Linked DNA regions of Zea mays: region 1 is linked to region 2. The links are chromatin contacts, called in public Hi-C maps. All regions are on one chromosome and are shown on one strand. The core of a region is the stretch at or near the end of the contact, and the rest is flanking DNA. Distances in the headings are between cores, read along the strand shown. Region 1 holds the start of LOC541998 (auxin import carrier 1). Region 2 has its middle 71 kb from the start of LOC100284037.

Region 1 (3,277 bases), core at 665-3,164, 520 kb after region 2:
AGGAACCAGATGGGGACGACGACGGGGAGCCTGGCGGCGGCGCGCTTGCAGAGGCTACGGCAGTCGTGGAGGCCGATGAGCTTCTCCCAGACGAAGTAGAGCGGGGTGCAGGCGAAGCCGAAGGTGATGAACTGGTGGATGAGCATGAGCACCACGGCGGCGTCGCGGAAGGGCGTCCGCGGGAGCAGCGCCAGCGCGTTGGAGTGCGTCAGCAGCTCGTCGCCGAACGCCCAGTAGGAGGCGGCGGCGGAAGGGAGGGTCAGCGTCAGCACGTACAGCGTCGCCAGCAGGTAGATGGCCTTGAACTTCTGAGGACGCCACATCGCGTGCATGATCTCCCTACATATGTATGTATCAACGTCAAAAAGAAGCGCACACAACAACGGAAGCAACGAGTCATGGTGCCTCGTGGCAGGCTGGGACCCATGTGTCGGTGGCATGCATGCATGCATGCATCTGTGCTGTGCATGGGTCTCCCTCCATATGACCGATGGACGGAAGTGAACAGCCGAACAGGGGGACCCATGTACCTCATGTATTATACGTACAGTACATGCAACGGTCGTGTCCTTGTTGCGTTGTGGGAGGGTCTGTATGTCCTTTAAGCTACTACACCACGCACCTAGTAGTAGCATTAGCACTAGCACTTGCCGGCGATGAGAAGTTAGAACTGAGAGCGGCAGCAAGACCGACACTGCTCTGCTCTCTTTTATCTTTGTCGCCGTCATGGCCATTTATTTAATCCCCCCCATATATATGCATGTCAGTGGTCCCCAAGAAAAACACATGGGGCCCGCATCATTCCCAAGCAGCATGCATGTGCCGAGCCGCGAGGGCAGAGCGTGCAGCCGTGTAGCGTGCGCGCACGCACGTCGCACGCGCATGCATATGAGCTACTGTGCCTTTTTACTGTTAATTAACTACTACTACTACTAGCCGATTAGGAGTAATCAAGGGACAGACTGATAAACTAATGATGCGATTAATTAGGCTAACAGGACAGAGATATACTCACACTGTGACCGCGTGTCCCCCGAACGTGTAGAGTATGTTGGTCGCCCCGGTGAAGTAGAGTACGATCCTTGTGGGCCCCGAATGCTGGACGCCCTCGACCTGTCCGTGGACGAGCGAGGCGACGGCCATGTACCAGGCGGTGTAGGTGGTCATGACGAGGCCCAGGAAGGACCAGACGCGGTAGTTGTGGAAGGAGGGGATGAAGACGGTGGTGGCGCAGCAGGCGCCGAAGACGTAGGTCCACGTCCGCTTGTCCAGCCGGTCGTTGACGTAGTAGATGTTGCTGGCGCAGCCGATGAGCTGGATGACGGAGCCGAAGAGGAGGAAGGTGCAGTTGAAGGCCAGCCCGGCGTTGCGCCAGTGCCGGCCCAGCAGCCCGTCCAGCACCTCGAACCACTGGATCACGTGGTTCCGGAAGTCCGCGGCCTTCTCGCGCTCCCGACGGGTGCGGTACTCCAGGTACAGGATGCTGATCAGGTACGCCGTCCAGCTGCCCAGCAGGCCGTAGAAGAGCTGGAACAGCACGCCGCTCAGCATCCCCAGCTGCGCGAACGAGTAGGGCAGCGTCAGCAGCACCTGCGCCACCTGGTTCGACGCGCAGCTGAACCACGCGTCGTACGCCGACCCGCCGTGCCACAGCAGACCCGACAGCCGGGACTTGACGCCGCTGTGTTCCTCCTCCGCCTCCGTCATCTCCGCCGCCTCCAGGTGCCCGCCGAACGCCTCAGCAGCAGGGGCCTTCTCGTCGGCGATGCCGCCGCCTCCTCCTCCCGCCGCCATTAATCCCTCAGAGCGATGGTCGAGAGCTTTGCCTGCTTGTGCGTGCTGGCGGTGCTTGCTTACTGGTGTTGTGTGCATTGCAGGGGGGAGCGGGGGTGTCGTATATATGGAGAGGCGATGTCCCGGGGGGGAGACAGCACTCCAGCAGCTGGGGCATAAAGAAACCCAGCGTCCTTTCTTTTCATGCCGGGCCGCGGGGCCTCTGGGGCTGGGGCTGTACTGTACGTGGCTGCTACCCGCCTCTCTTTATTTTATCATTAATATATAGTATTACTCGATCCTATTTGGGTTCAAGAAAGCAAACGAAAGGAGCGGGTGATCAAAAGACGTGGTGAAAAATCCCGTGGAAAGCAAGGACGGAGCAGCGTGCATTGCTAGAGCATACGAAGAAAGTGTTCTGCCTGGACACATTATAAGGGCTTGTTCGGTTCTACCCCAATCCATATGGATTGAGGGGGATTGAGGGGGTTTCAATCTCCAGTAAGTCAAAATCCCCTCCAATCCGTATCAATCCCCTCTAATCCGTATGGATTGGAAATAACCGAACAAGCCCTAAGTGGGCCGGGGGCAATGCATGTATGCATGCACATCACCTTTTTTTTTCTTTTGGGGCCGGGAAAGTATGTGCATCACTCGAGTGATGTCTCTAAAAGATCCAACTGAACGTGTTTGTCCGTTGGATGCGTGTTCCATGGCTTGGATCTTCTCCTCACATCGTCCCTTGCATGTTTTTATCACATATACCATTTACATATTTTGGATGGAAGAACACAACTTGAAACAAGAATATATGTTATATTGAAAAATGTTTCTTTTCTCTGTATATATAATTATGTTGTGGGGCACGTGCAAATAATCCTTGCATTATTGCATTATTCTACACAAGCTAGATCAAGCTTCCATTCTTTTTTTTCTTTTGTTATCAAATGTAGCCGGCGCCAGCCTAAAATTCTGCTCACCTCCAACGCAACCCATATTCTCATCGCCGTCTCCCATCCCCTCTTGTCTTTAGCAACTCACTATTGCTGACCTCGGCTCCCAGATTTATTTATATATGTTAGTATCCTAGTGTGACTTAATTGGATATCAATTGTTGAGTTTGTAATCTAAATTCTGCATATGGAACTCACGTTGTCGAGAGAAGTGGAGGCCCATCGACGGGAGGCTTAGGCCGTCATCATTATTTACATTGGTCTGACAGTCAGAGTGTTATTTATCTTACAAAGGATCAAATGTTTCAAACGAGGACAAAACACATTGATATTAAGTATCATTATATCCGGAAAATAGTTACGGAAGGTAAATTAAGGGTATACATGATCAATACACACTTCAATCTAGCTTCCATGATGACTAAACATGTTTCTGGGGTTAAGTTTGAGCTTTGCTCGAACTTAATTGGTATAATTGCTTAGCCCTAGTGGCTATGTTGGCACCAGCAGTTTGTTTCTTCTATTATTCAGAAAGTTGATTATATGTTATG
Region 2 (3,460 bases), core at 715-3,214:
CTATATTCTAAGAGTACGTGAACTTTCCTTTTTTAAAAAAAAAAGGTACGGAGGGGGTTTCTTTCCCTTTTGCACGGCCTAGTCCATAAAAGGGCCCAATTACGTACGCACGAGAGGACCCTATTAGGGTTTTCTGGTGTTGGCCGCCGCTCCAAATTCTCCTCCCCTTTATTTTTTTATTTCTTCTTCGCTCCAATCTCTTCTTTCTTCTGTTTGCGAATCGGAGCAGCGGCTCTTCTGCTACGCACGCAGCTCACGCGCTCGTGGCTGGGAGCGGCGGTCACGCCTGTTCGCCCGCCTGGCCATGGCAGCGTTACGGCGACGACACCCGATCGCCTGCCTGGCCACCACCGTGGTGGTGGCGCAGCGGTGGCGCCCGCTCTCGCATAGTGCAGGCGCGACCTTCCTGCCGTGGTGCCCGCCTATGCCACATTCATCTTCCCTTTACTTATACGCACGCGTTCTTGGCCGTGATGGTGCATGCCTGCGCGCTCGGTCGCGGCGGCGCTCGTCTGCGCGCTCGACTCGTGGCGGTGCTCTCGCGCACTTGGCAGCCGCGTCGACCGTCCGCGTGCACGATCGAGGTGGCGCTCGCCTGCGTGGCTGCGCAGTGGTGCCGCGTCCGCACGCTTTGCTGTGGTGTTTGGCATCTCGCAGCTTCAAGCCGGCGATAAAATCTGCTCTAGAGATGCTTTTCCTTGCATATGTGTTTATATCCGAAGGAAGAGAAGGGCTAAAAAATTACAGAAACTTCTTATTGCAAGTGAACTTAATCAACTCACCTTTGCTTTGTGAACTCCTAGATCACAAGAGCAATCATGCTGATAACATGTTAAGAACCCTTTGCTACTGAGTATAGTTCAAAGGCTCCTTAACTCATAAACATAGAAGACATAAAGATATGAGAGGAACTGAGATTCTTATTTATATAATCTGTTCACTGGTTACAACAAATGGTAGTGTCCTCCTCTATATATAGTACAAAATTAAAGTTTTAGCTAAATAGGCCACATGAGCCTTCGGACCTAAACTGGTTTCTTAACGGCACCAACCTTGGAACACGCGCGATGCACGCGTTGTGGTTGTTGGCAGCCGAGGCAGGCAGGCTGCACAAGCCCAGCGACCGACACCGACGGAACACCGAAGCTGTACTTGCACTGCGCTGGCATATGGCAGCATGCGTCAGTGCGATGCGTCCCTTCACTGCACTGCACTGCTCACGCCCTGACCCGCTCGGATTCGGCTGCCCGCTCCGTTCGGTTCGTTCAATTCGGTTGTTGTACGTGTGCACTGTGTACCTATCAATAAACTCCCGTCTTGCTTGTTAACCCAGCCGAAGATACAGAGAGGGCTTGCTTTGCTTCATTCCAAGTCGGCCAGGCGACAAGATTTGAGAAGCAATAGCCAGTGTAGTGTGTATATGGAATTGATAAATGCCAAAAAAAAAAACCGAAAGGAGAGCACGTCGGCCGGTGGGCCTGCATGTCAGTACCAGTACCAGTGCCAGTACCAGCCCGCGTGGTCAAGATCTGCGTGATGGCAGCATCAATTCAGGCCCCCCGCGCGATGGCCCACTCCGAGAAAGCAAGCAAGGCCATACATAGCAGTAGCACGTAGGCCGAGGAAAGAAAGACGTGAGTGAAAAAGAAAGATGCTGTCGGTCTGGCACTGGCGCCACCAAATAATGATGGGCTCATCGCCGCGTTATCTTCTATCGCGTTTTTATCAATTCAATTCTTGTACGCACAAGATCCTTAGAATTTGTCAACGCATCGTAGTAGGAATTGGGGAAGACGCAAGAACACAGGGATAGAAGTTGCAATATTCTGATTACAGATATCCTTGCTCCACGCCAAGGCAGGGTTTATCTACTACTTCCATCTTCCCAACCCGGCAGCAAACACACACGCACACCGACACGGTTACACCCACTCGGGTCCACCGGCACGTGGGTTGGGGCGGTGAGCGCGCTTGTTGCGGACGCGAGGAGAGTTGGGCCGCTCCTGCAGCAACCGTTCCGCGTCCGGCATGCTCTGGTTGTCGCGAGTGGAAAACGTTGTGAGGAGCAACGCGATCTTCGCAGGTAGCCAGCTCTGGTGGAAGGCCGCCGGACCATGACACCAGCGCTTGCTGGACTTGGCGGTTGGTTGCCTTTGGTCACTTCACGGGTCTGCAGCACCTGCATAGGAACACTGGAGTCTGGCAGTGAATCAGGAAGTGATGAAAATGCAGTGCCTTTGAAGCCAGTGGCTTAAGCTGAGACACATGGATAACAGGATGAATACGAGAGGATGCTGGAAGCTGCAAACGGTAGGCAACTTCACACACACGGCCGACCATCTGGTAAGCTCCAAAGTACCGGAAACTGAGCTTCTGATGGGCGCGAGCGGTATTAGAAGACTGCACATATGGTTGAAGTTTCGGATACACCCAATCACCAAGCTGGAAGGAGAGCTTTGAGCAGCATGATGATTCATACGGGCCTGTGCACGCAATAAGTGTTGATGGATCAACTCTTGCATAGATGACCTCTCTTGAAGTCATTTGACGAGGACATCACTTCTATACATACAATGCATGGATGGATAACACGATCGTGTGTACGACAGCTAAATCTCCAGATACGTTCTACTCTAGTCAATTGTATTTCAGAGCTTACGCTTGGGGATATATATGTTTTGATGATTATGAGCTATGGAGAGGACCATTAAGGACTTGGGAAAGGCCAAGGTGTTGACGAGGAGTAGCAAGGGCGTCCACAACAGGAAGGAGATCAACTCCGACTCGGCTGCGACTTCATCTCAGGTTTTAGGACCAGTATGTACTAAAATGGATGCCCAGGACGCATCCGGACTTTGATTGTGACGGACTTGATATGGTTGGAAAGATAAAGAGATTATCTAACCAACCCAACTAGTCCCACCTTAAAATTCATCCGGAGTCAACAGGAATCGTCGAAACGATTCAGCGTTTAGATTCTGTTTTGGTGCCGCGACACCGTCTTTTGGGCCGTTGGACCATGTATCGCGTCGGAGCCCATTAGGGGCGAGACCAGGGGTCATGCACGCCCTAATGGTTTATTTTTTAAACAGCCACCACCACATTAGGGTGGGTTTTGCTTAAATTATTCTGTCATCAAACAATATCGCCGCCATCGGCTTATGAGACCCCATCTCGTAATCAACACAGTTTTGGTTGCGTTCTTCCTGTTCTTGCTTATATTCTTGATTGTGCTTGCAAGGATAAACCTTCGTGGCGAGGTCACTCGTGTGTCACGGGTGATAACCAATGGAGTTGTGTTGTAGTGATTGCGAGGAGCCGTTCACTTGGAGACTTGGATCATCAACGTCAAGGTCTCCACTCAATCAAGTTATCGTACCTCACGGAAGAACGAGCCTCATACTCTATCACCATTTAGATAGAGGGGCTGGTGGAGTGTCAATCAGGGAAATGCCGAGAG

The links. A called contact is a pair of places that touch in the nucleus more often than the background predicts.
Region 1: a contact with region 2 is called in a Hi-C map of tassel, with 3 times the contacts expected there. The contact joins the promoter of LOC541998 here to the enhancer-like site in region 2. A contact is called at or near these places in 2 of 25 Hi-C or Micro-C datasets (leaf and tassel).

The regions. Positions count from the first base shown.
Region 1 is chr1:121,467,853-121,471,129 of Zm-B73-REFERENCE-NAM-5.0, forward strand. LOC541998 (auxin import carrier 1) reads right to left here and starts at 1,915. Exons shown (of 3, transcript NM_001111647.2): 1 at 1,016-1,915; 2 at 1-339. The coding sequence starts at 1,872.
Region 2 is chr1:120,942,972-120,946,431 of Zm-B73-REFERENCE-NAM-5.0, forward strand. No RefSeq gene overlaps it. Among protein-coding and RNA genes, the nearest start is that of LOC100284037, 71 kb to the right of the region's middle. Within about 2 kb of position 1,965, at least 20 of the 20 cell types and tissues checked have an H3K27ac peak or open chromatin away from gene starts, as enhancers often do. A contact at or near this core is called in leaf and tassel, where this site is marked.